2 separate regions of the Arachis hypogaea genome follow, and region 2 is linked to region 1. The links are chromatin contacts, called in public Hi-C maps. All regions are on one chromosome and are shown on one strand. The core of a region is the stretch at or near the end of the contact, and the rest is flanking DNA. Distances in the headings are between cores, read along the strand shown. Region 1 has its middle 14 kb from the start of LOC112696970. Region 2 holds the start of LOC112696971 (purine permease 21).

Region 1 (5,801 bases), core at 1,968-4,467:
TAACACATCTATAAAAATATTTCTATTAAATACATAAATAAGAGTCGATAAAAATTGGTAAAGTCTTATTGGTTACGTAGCGAAAATATTTTAATATTGAGCATACTAAGTATTTTATTTGATTATTCTAGAAATGGATTCATGTGATTTGTCAGTGAAAAATATTTGTGTGTGAATGCAGATTCATTCCGTACTAACATACAAATATAACATATGAATATTGTTTAATATGATTAACTTCCCAATAACACCAAGGTTTGATCACAGCATTAAATATTATTAGTTAACATATACAACGTGTCTATACAGTATATACCATCACTACAAGAGCAACGGTATTTAGCAACGGAAAATTGTCTGTGTCTCGTAAAATCGCCGCAAGTTGATGAAGAAATTGTGGTTTTTATAGCGAATTTTATTTCTATCAAAGACCAATCAAAATAGTTGTAATTTTGTGTCTCAACGGCTCCAAATTACATAAAGCTCCAATTGACAAAAAAAAAATAAAATTGGAGAAAGCCAGATTCAATATTTTTTGTTTACGCACGAACTCAAAAGGGGACAAAGGCACGAATCACTCGGTTCAAAATTCCCTCCCGTAGTATACATGCAGTATACATTCCGTTCATCAGCTGCAGCCGCTACATCATTATTCCTCGTCACGGATGCTCAAGCTGCCGCATATCTCCTGCGATCGAAAGAAAGGTGGAGAGGCACGTCTGTTGTTAGTCCCTCCACCGTGCATGTTCCAGTGTCGTCGCGTGGCTTTCCAACAGTCCCAGTGTCGTCGTCCTCAATCTTCTCCTCTGCCCTGTTATAGATCATATTAGTTCTCTGATAACCATTATTCCTTGATGAGAAAGTTGTCAATTGCATAAGATTCTCATCATTGTTGGGTTTTGGATAATTAATAACTTAAGAGTTAGGTGAAGATAATTACAACCTCACAAGATGTACAAAATAATAAGTCAATCATGTGTAGTCCATACTCAATTGAAGTCTTTATCATTTATTTTAGCATGGATGAATTCACTACAGGGACAGAATAGAAAGTAGAACTTAGGATTTGAAATTAATTTTTTAGTTAAATATACACTTTTTTTATTGTTGACTATGCAACTCTTAGTAAGAAATACACTTTATTGATATTTGGATAAATATATGAGTATTTTTATCAGCTTTGCAAATGTCGTTTACCCATCAATTTATTTTGTCAGTTACAAAATAATTAAGATTTCTAATATCAGGAAAAATTCGAAAAAAAAATATCTAACACATTCAAATTAAAAAAGCGTTGATTGCCGGTACAAAATACAGTATTTTTGCAACCATTTAGCTGGACAAATAGCAGCGGTTACAAAATGGTCGGAAATAAATTTAAAACTATTGAATATTAGATAGCGGCAGTTTTAAACCGCTGCAAAATAAATTTAAAAGATACAATGGTTAACAAATAGCAGCGGTTCAAAACCGCCGAAAAATACCGTCAAATTCAATATTGGCCAAGCTAAATCAACCGACGCTATTTGAGGGATTTCGCTGCGGTTGTGTCAATGGTTTAGTGAAACAGCCACAAAATCAAATCTCCACGCTCCATTCTGCAACGTTTCTCGAAGTGCTAGTAACTCGTTTTGCGGCGATTTAAAACTGCCGCTAATTTCTATTAAAATCGCTGCTAAATCCCGTTTTTCTTGTAGTACATAACAAAATTTCCTGGTATAACATTGTACCATGGAACATTAATTTTTCAGTTTTCATCACCGTTGAGATTCATATTAAATAATTTATATGATCTAGATTGAGTTGGCAAAGATGGTTGTGGGTATGCAATTTAAAAAGTTTTCAACCCCTTTCTTTTCCAAACTATGTTTTAGAGTAAGCTGAGGTATGCTGTGTTTGATATCAATTTTTTATTGGCCCTTTCATATGTTAGAACTAACAAACAAGCTCATATGCAACTCGTATAAGAATAAGAAAATTATTTAGTAATTTAGACAATTAATCAGTAGTTATCAGTTTTCATAAATCATTTAACGATCTTTAGTTATAATAAAAAAGATATATTGTTAAGTCTCAAAAAGTATATACTGATATCCTTTGTTTCTGCAATAATTAACCCTACAATTAAAAATAACTTTATATATATATATATATATATATATATATATATATATATATATATATGACCAAACCGGATAACAAATTTTAGGCTAAGAAATTTCGGTTTAATTAACAAGTATTTCATGTTTATTATATGCATCTAGAAATTTGATGCTACAACAACATAAAAATGATAGTAGTAATAGATTAAAAATTATTTCTGACCATTCTATTTATTTGGATCTAAAAAATAATTTACAATCTTAGAAAACATAAAAGATTTATTTATTGATGGCATCTTATTTAACATTATTTGATTTCTGATACGCATACAAGTTAAAGCAAGTAGTTATATATATATTGGAAGATAAATTATACAATGACAATTTTCTCGTTGAAAAAATAAAAGAAAATGAAGACAACAAAATTTGTTTTGAGATTATTGCTAAGTATATATCATACCTTTTTATTAGTTATCATGGTTTTGACAGATCGAATCGATCAGTTTAACCGGATTAATTAGAAATTTGTTATCAGACTGATTAAATTCAAGCAAAAATTAGTTGGCAATAATTCGGCCAAAGAATTAAAAAAACTAATGCAGTTTTTAAACGGTTAATCTATTTAAAATAATAAGATATAAAATTATTTTGTTCTAAAAATATTATATATTTTATACATAAAAATATTATTTTATTATATTCGGTTCAATTTTGATTGAATCTCGGTTGAATTTTTAAAATTTTAAACTTCTAACTTTACCGATTCAATTGTTGATTCGGTTTTCAAAACCATGCTAATTAAGTTAAGAACTAATTCGTCGCAGATTTGAGTTTCATTTAAGAATTTGTCACTAAACCAATAAGTTGCACGAGATGAAATTCGTACCTCTAATATTTGTTTAAACGAAAGAGTAAGTTGTCAGCCAACCCAAATTGGTTAGCTAGTCTATGATCTTAATTATCTTATTTTTGGACTTCAATTGGAATGGTATAGATTTCATGCAAAAACAAAAATACCATGACTACAGAACCTGTTGTGGACCAATGCAAAGAGGCCTATATCGACTTCCTGTACAAAAGCACCAAATATTAAAAAAAAAATGAGAAAGCCAGCACACAACTGAGGCACCCATCAAAACTGTATTGGGTTAAAAACCTATGTTAAGTGTGCCTGAGTGCAGTATAAGCCCAATTGAAAAGCTCGGACAAATGGAAAACAGAGAGACAGAACATGTCAAGACCAAAAACCAAAAAAAAAAAAAGGAAAAAGAGAAAGAACATGTCCAAGAAAAATACATAAAAAAAAAGGAAAAATCCAGCACATGAGCTGCTAGTTTGGTGAATGATGTATCTGCCTTAAAGCAAGTGCATTTTACTTACCATCGGAAGAAATAAGTGCATCTTTAATTTTCCTTTGATATTTTTAAGTGTATCTTTTTTTATTATACACACTCTGAATTAAAAAAAACAAATAAAATAATACCAAAAGTTTATTGTCAAATGTATTTGTTCATTATACCCTATTTAAATAAAAAGTAAAGTACTAAAATAATATCTGAAAATTTATATCATTGATCAAAATCAATTTTAAAGATATGAACGGTAAATAATTTTTTAAAAAATTTAAAAATGTGATAAAATAATTAAAAAATGTTATATTATTTTATAAAAGACAAATAACTTTTATATTTAACAAATAACTTATGTATTTAATTCGATTTTTGTGAAAATATTTAGATTATTATTTAGAATGTGCAAACAAAATATCAAAATAAAAGTTAATCTATAGAAAAATTTTTCATTTTTTAAATTTTAGTCATTCACAATAAAAAAATAAAAAATTTATTTAGTATAAAATCACTAAATTTAAGGGATGAAAATATCTTATTTTTTAATAATGCTTAAAAAAATTGTATTAAAATTTGATTTCTAAACTCTTTCAAAAATATATATTTAATAACTAATTATTATGTCATATTTTTAAATTTTTTAAAAATTTCTTTGTTGTTAATATTTTTTTGTTATTTTCGTCATTGATTTTGACAGTTTACCCTTAGATAATTAAAAAAAATAAACCACCGAAAATGACCTTAAATTATCAAATTGCTAACAAAAATATCTGTGAAATTTGATAACACGAAAATACCATTAAAATATTTTAAAACATAACAAGAGTACTCAACCTTTAACTATATATATATTCATAAAGAGGGTTTTAGATATCAGTTTTTAAGGCGATTTTTTACAATAATGATTAAAAATAGGATATTTTTATTTATAAAATTTAATTATTTTTCAATAAGTAGATATATTTTAGCGATTTTTTTAAATGACAAAAAATATTTTGAAGAAATGAAAAAAATGAAGAGATCAAATTTTGGTTTATTTTTTACATGCACATTCTAAATAAATTTTTCAAATATTCTTATAAAATCTTAAATTAAATATATAAATAATTTGTCAAATACAAAAAAAATTGTTATTTATAAAAAATTATTTTTTTCATAACTTTATTGTTGTATATATTTTAAAAATATTTTTATTGTAAATACATTTAGAAAATAATTTTTTTCAATGATTTAATAATTAGATGACATTTTTTGTGGTTTACAACTTTACATATAAAAATACTATATAATAAAAAATCATACTTAATAACAGCATCAATGCAGTAAAATAATTATGAACATTCATTTTTATAATTGTTCGTTGTATGCTATAAACAACTTTGTGCTGAGGCATTCAAGCTATGAAAATAATTATTTTTTAATTTTTTATTAGAATTAGCTAACAAATATTTTTTAAGGTACTTAATAAAAATATTAAATAAAATTTCCTTTTTATTTAGAATATTGTTAACAAACTTTTTTAAATTTTTTCTTGTAACATAATTATTTATTGAAATGTGTGCCTGTTGACAAGCGAAGTCACAACTCCCAAAGCTGCATACAAAAATGAAATTTCCGTTCCCCCACAGGCTTTTCTTTACACATGCTCTCTAATCAAAATATTCGTGCTCTTCTCTTTAAAGAGAGATTTCATTCAAAGAAATAATTAAATAAAAGAGAAAAAGTCTTAAGGTATAGAGGGTGAAAAATATCTATACCTATGGACATTAGGTGTTCTTCTTAGTAGATTGACATGTGGTGCTGGAAGGATATGAAAGTTTTAGAAAATGCAGATACCAAGAGGACAAAACAGGTGGTCACATGCACTGGAAATAAATTCTTTTAATTTTTTTTTAATAATTAAAAGAATAAAGTATAATTTTTTATTGTTAATTTTGTAAGTGAAACTAAAAGTAAATATAAAAAAATAATAAAAGATCAGAGATCATATTTTATATTTTTTAATTTTTTTTAATAATTAAAAGGATCCATTTTCGACATTACATGAAAGCAGTTTTGTTTGTCTGACTTTTGATAGAGATTAATGACTAAGTTAAGTTGTTAATGATATCAATTTTTTTCTTCTTTGGGCCAGGAAATTAATTCAAATGATGGGGTAATTAAAACTATTTTTATGAATTGGGCCAGTAATTGCCATGTTGATTTCCCTCTATTACTGCTTTTTTATTCATGAATGTGTATTTGTTTTGTGGGAAAAAAATTGAAGTAAATTATTAAAATTGTCCAAAAATTGAAGTAAATTATTAAAATTGTCCCCAAATATGTTAATAAAAATATCTTTTACTCAATA
Region 2 (5,801 bases), core at 1,178-3,677, 99 kb after region 1:
TCTGGACTGTTCGATCGACACCAAGATCCAACGGATCCTGAAGCGTTTGGAGATGAAACAACGGAGGCGGGCAGCAAGGTTGCGGCGGCGCATGAGGGTGCGTCCGGCAGCGTCAGGCAGCGTCAGGCGGCAAGTCTGGCAACATTGGAATCTTGACAAAGAGACGAACACGATGGTGACAGCGGTGACGAACCAAAGCGTCAGGAAAAGACCAAAAAACAGAGAAAAGAAGCACTGTCGAAAGAGAAAAATAAGGGGACTATGAACGAATTTTCATGAAAAAAAATAACTTAAGCTCTTGATACCATATTAGAAACAAGAAAAAGATATGAAGAAAGTGTTTTTGTGTATTATTCAGGTTGTGGAAAAGTACAATGTACAAACAGTATATATAGTTGCTAGAAGAATTAGAGTAATAAAAAATTAAAAATATACAATCCTACAATTAATATACATATATGGTATATAAAAATAAATGATACTAATTGTTCTAATAGTTTCAATTTGGGTAAGGGTATTGTTTGACCGTTTTGTCTTCAATTTTTTTTATTTATTTATTTATTCTAAGATTTCTGATGGCAGGTTACGTTTGAGGGCAGATATTGAGGTTGGGTCCACATGATTAAATTCAAGTGGTGTGGAAATAGATATTATTACAGTGATAAAATTTAAGATGAGAATAAAAGAAGAGTCAAAGTTTGGGGAGAGTGTTGAGTTGATTTGTTGTTTGAGGAGGCTAGAACACATGTACAAATATGTATAAAGAGAAGGTGGGTGTGATGTAGAAAAGAAAGAAGAGAAATTGTCAAATGGTGACGGTGAAGGATTAGAGATTGGGGTAGATTAAAATTAGATGATAGTTAAAATTTGAATCAGGTAGGATAGATAATTTGAAATTTTTGAATAATTTCTTAGAATTTATGTGGTTTTGTCGACTTGAGTTTATTTTCATAAATACATTAGTTTTATTTTTAAGTAAAGTATTAAAATTGACTATGAAATATTGTAATACTGACAATTTAACCATAAAAAAATAAAACTAATTAATTTGTAACTATGAAAGATAAAGTTTCATAGATAAAACTATCCAAATTCTAAAATCTATCAAAAAATTTTAAATTATCCTTCTACTCTAAATCTAATCACCCTCAAACTCTAATCCTATCTCATCTCCATTCTCTAATCGAGAAACAGGGAGCTGTCCGTTTTGTTTGCTTCCCTGGCTTTGCAACTCACTTCTTGTTGTTCCCCTTGCTCTCATAAATTCATTGGAACTAAAAACACATACAATTTCAGTCTTAATCTCTTTTTTTTCTGTTTTAAGATTATTTATCCTTTCAAATTTCTTGTGTCTATTCTTAACATAACACTTGTGAAACACAAACAAAATAACTGCAGCAAAAAACACAGTAATAATAGATATACTTACAATCCAACCAAGCGAAAGCAAAGTACTACATAAAGAAACGTTCTTCAAATTAGACATTGTGGTCAGCACAACAAGTATAAAACCGATTAACTAGTTATCGCAAAGCTACATATCGAATAAATCAATGCAGTTTGACAAATCCAGAATAAGACTGGTAAACTGATTCTTCTGAAGCTAGACCTGCTTTAAGTGTGTCATTGACGCGAGTACATCGATGGTGTTGGTAAACCCATCACTATCATTCTGGTCACTAAGCTAAGGGAGAAGGCATTGGCAGAGTGGCAGAGGCGGGTAAGTTTGAGGAGGAGAGAGAAGGGAAAGTGGTGATGGAGAGAGAAAAGTTAAGGATGGATTTTGGGTGAAAGAGGAAGGATCTTAGGTTTTGGATTGAAGAGAATGAAGCTGTAATAGTAATGTAAAGTGAACCTTAGAGATAAAGTAGAATTAGAGTTTGAGAGAGTTAGAGTAGCAGAAGAATAATTTAAATTTTTTTAATATATTTTTAAAATTTTAATAATTTTGTTAATAAAATCTCATTTTTTATAATTATAAGTTTTAATTCTTTTATAGTTAAATTTATTAATATTATATTTTAATTTTAGTACTTTATCCTATTTGTTTGAATAAATTTATGAATATCCAAATTGTTTATAATCACACATAATTATTTACTCTATAAATAAATATTCATTTTAAAAGATTTATATTCGATCTTTATTTGTTTAAATATTTGGTTAATACATATATTAATATATTATTTTAAAGCAAAAAGATATTAAAATAGAGAAATGTTAGGAGGTTAACAATTTTTGTAATTTGTAATCATCAAATAATCATTAATAATGAATTTAAATTTTTAATAATATAAAATTAGTGTAAAATTTCATCTAATAATTTATTTTTTTTCTGGTTATATACTAATCAAAATTTAATAAAATTGTTGTTCCTAAACTTTTCCATTAAAATATATTACGATACTCTCAAACTAATGTGAGAGTAAGAAGTCGGTTTCAAGTATTTTGTGATTAGAATTTCATCTATGATCTTTATATATTCTTTTTGGCCTATCTTCGTATCAGAAAGTATATATCTGTATCTACTCGCTGCCCCCTCTTTCCTCTTTCCTCTCTCTCTCTCTCTCTTCTGTGTTTCCTTTTAAGCTTCTTTTGTTACCATAATTTCACCATGCAACAACCTCAAGAGCTGCAGCAGCTTCCAATTGTGGGTAAGTCAAATTAAACTCTCATTTTCTCTCTTTTGGATCACTAATCAAAGCCACTTCTATTATTATGATATTTAACTTCACAAAATTTCAAGTGCATATTAAGGCATAAGGCCAGCTTCCTATACGGTTTGTTCTTTTGTGATCATTTTCATTCAAGTTTGAGCATATTCAATTTTATCAATATCAAGATTATAGCATAGGCCAGTTATAATCTCATCATCTATAATTCTACCCTTATATGCATAAACCAATTAATAATCTAATCGTGTTGCATGTTCATGAATTAAATTATTCGAAGCTTACGAGGAAGTAATTAAAATTTGGACGTTGTTGTGCTAGATGTAAACAAGAAGCCAGCAGAGTCCATATAATATAGCTAGCAAGAAAAGACACTATCCTGGAATGTAAAAATCAGTCTTTAATTATGTCATCATCACACTATATGATTTTTTTTTTTTTTGGTGTCTACACTATATATTTTGATATTATTTTCTCCCGTTTTTTAATTATTTTTTTTAAGATTTAGGTAAAAGTATTTTAAGGAAATTTATTAAAAAGATAATAATAATTTTTTTAAAATTCTTTATGTATTCAAAATATTAAAAATAATATATAAGAAAACTTTTTTTTAAATAATTCTTTTGAAATAATTTTTATTTTTACAGTGTTTATACAAGACCCTTTTTATTAATCTACTTATATAACGTATCATTCATAACTAAATTAAAAAGTATACATAAAAATGATATATCAATATAAACTGGGAGACAACAGTAATTAATAGTATTTGACTATTTGGGGTTTTAGATTTGGTGATAGAGATAGAGTTTGGAGGCGATCATACATAGTTTTTTGGTAGTAGATATTGGTGGCTTTTTAATTTCAATATGGTACCGGAACTTCTAACAGACGCCGTTATGGGGGAGGGAGGGGAATGACGAGAGTGTGGTGTCAGTGACCACCCAACTCGCACCGTGCGAGTTCCACTAAGCAAATCTCACCGTGCGAGTTCCGTCCAGCAAATCTGACCGTGCGATTGCCACCACCGAAGACACGTGTCGCGTAGCAGGAGCCACCCCAATTCGGTGCCCTTATAACAGCTCCCTCACTCATGCATTAACTTCTCTCACCCTCCGAGACATCACTCTCCCAGCTTTCGTTTTCAAACCTGAAGCCCCCATTGTTATTCATCTTCCTCCTCTCATTTCTGCATGTTTCAATACATGAAAGAATGCCCAAAAAAAATAAAACTAGAGATGTTGATCGACCTGAGCTTCATATCATGCATTATCTCAGTCACTCTGATTATGTAAGTTTTTTTTTAAGGTTTTTAAATTTTTTTATTTAAAAGTATTAATGTAAAATATTTATTTGTTATGATTGTTGTTATTAGAAGTGCAAATTAGAAATATCCATAGGATAGAATGATTATTACTATTTTTTAGGATTTATATGTATTTTTTAAGATTTATAGAATTTTTGGAATTAATTTTTAGAATATAAGTATTATTGTTAGTGAAATTATTGTTATTATTTAGTAAGTTTGGGACGTTTTTTATAGAGAGCACGGAAATTTTAGAATGTGAATTTTGAATGTTTTGTATTATTATTATAGTTATGTTTATGTTTAAATATAAATATAAGGAAATTAAAAAAATTGGACCCCCAACGGTTATAATTGTAACTAATATTGAGAATAGGTTTAATTTAATTTTTATAGTTATGTTTATGTTTAAATATAAATATAAGGAAATTAAAAAAAAATTGGAGCCCCAACGGTTTAATTTAATTTTGAAAATAGGTTTAATTTAATTTTTATAATTCTATTTAAATTATTAAGTAGGTATATTGTAATGAATGAAGGTAAATGTTCTTGTTGTTGTGAGTTAGTCTTAGTTTGGGAAACTATTAATTAATTAGTATGAATGATGTTCCAAAAAGAATTTAGGCATAAAGTAATTGTTATAAATGTTTTTTATAATTCAGTGAAATATCTTTAGTTAACTAATGGTATATGCAGTAGTAGGTGGTTAGTGGGTATTATTACATATTATTCAAGATAAATGTGTTACTGTGGAGAGATTTGATTAGGTATTTATGTATTAGTTATCATTATTATCAATAGTTGTTGTGGTATAAAATATTTTTATTTTAGTAGTAACCTAGTAAGTGTTAAGAAGTTGAGTAATACTTTGTTATGAACTTTGCAGAAGTTAAGAATGTTGACATGTGAGCATCCTGTTCCTCCGGATCGGTACAATGATAGGGTAGAGGAGCAGCTACGACTTACTGGCTTTTACCATGCATCACAGATTGGGGTAGTCCAATGTCAAAAGGCATTGGTGAATGCTTTAATCGAGAGGTGGCACCCCGACACACATACGTTTCACCTTCCCATTGGTGAATGTGCCGTCACTCTTGAAGACGTTGCTCTAATACTTGGTCTTCCAACGGACGGACTTCCAGTTACAGGGATGACATTGAGTAGTTTCGAAGCGTTGGAGGCTGAGTGTTTGCATCAATTCGGAGTTGCACCGCGTAAGTCGGAGTGTAGAGGCAGTTGCATTAAATTGAGTTGGCTTCGGGACCTTAAAGAAAATTTACCCTTGACTGATGAAGTTGGTATACAGAGGTATGTCAAATGCCACATTATGTTGCTTATCGGGACGATCTTGTTTGGGGATAAATCAGGTGCAGCAGGTGTGCACTGGAAGTTTCTTCCATTGCTACGTGAATTTGGTAGTATTATACAATACAGTTGGGGATCTGCATGCCTAGCACACCTCTATAGGGCATTATGCCGGGCATCTCGAGTTGACTGTAAAGGCATAGATGGCCCACTAACACTTCTTCTCGGTTGGGCTTGGATGCGGCTCCCATATCTATCGCCGGTTCCTAGGGAGCCCCGCAGTTTCCCGCTAGCAAACAGGTAATATAATTTTTAAATGTACCACTTTATTTATATTTATAACTCAATTATCAACATTAAATGTATCGTATAAGGTGGCGGAACTGGGAGCGGGGTGACCGACGATATAGATATATGAAGCTAGCTGACTTTAGGAAGGCCTTTGATGAACTTCAGGAAGGCGAGGTGAGTATTTATTAAAGTAGTATTACTTTCCTATTTAGGGCCTGTGTAAATCT

The links. Hi-C and Micro-C count contacts between places; a contact is called where the count stands out from the background.
Region 2: a contact with region 1 is called in a Hi-C map of an unstated tissue, with 4 times the contacts expected there. The contact joins the promoter of LOC112696971 here to the enhancer-like site in region 1. A contact is called at or near these places in 3 of 8 Hi-C or Micro-C datasets (leaf and an unstated tissue).

The regions. Positions count from the first base shown.
Region 1 is chr6:93,337,379-93,343,179 of arahy.Tifrunner.gnm2.J5K5, forward strand. No RefSeq gene overlaps it. Among protein-coding and RNA genes, the nearest start is that of LOC112696970, 14 kb to the left of the region's middle. Within about 2 kb of position 3,218, at least 3 of the 3 cell types and tissues checked have open chromatin away from gene starts, as enhancers often do.
Region 2 is chr6:93,437,328-93,443,128 of arahy.Tifrunner.gnm2.J5K5, forward strand. It overlaps LOC112696971 (purine permease 21), which reads left to right and starts at 2,428. Exons shown (of 5, transcript XM_029287619.2): 1 at 2,428-2,654; 2 at 4,865-5,583; 3 at 5,658-5,748. The coding sequence starts at 4,874.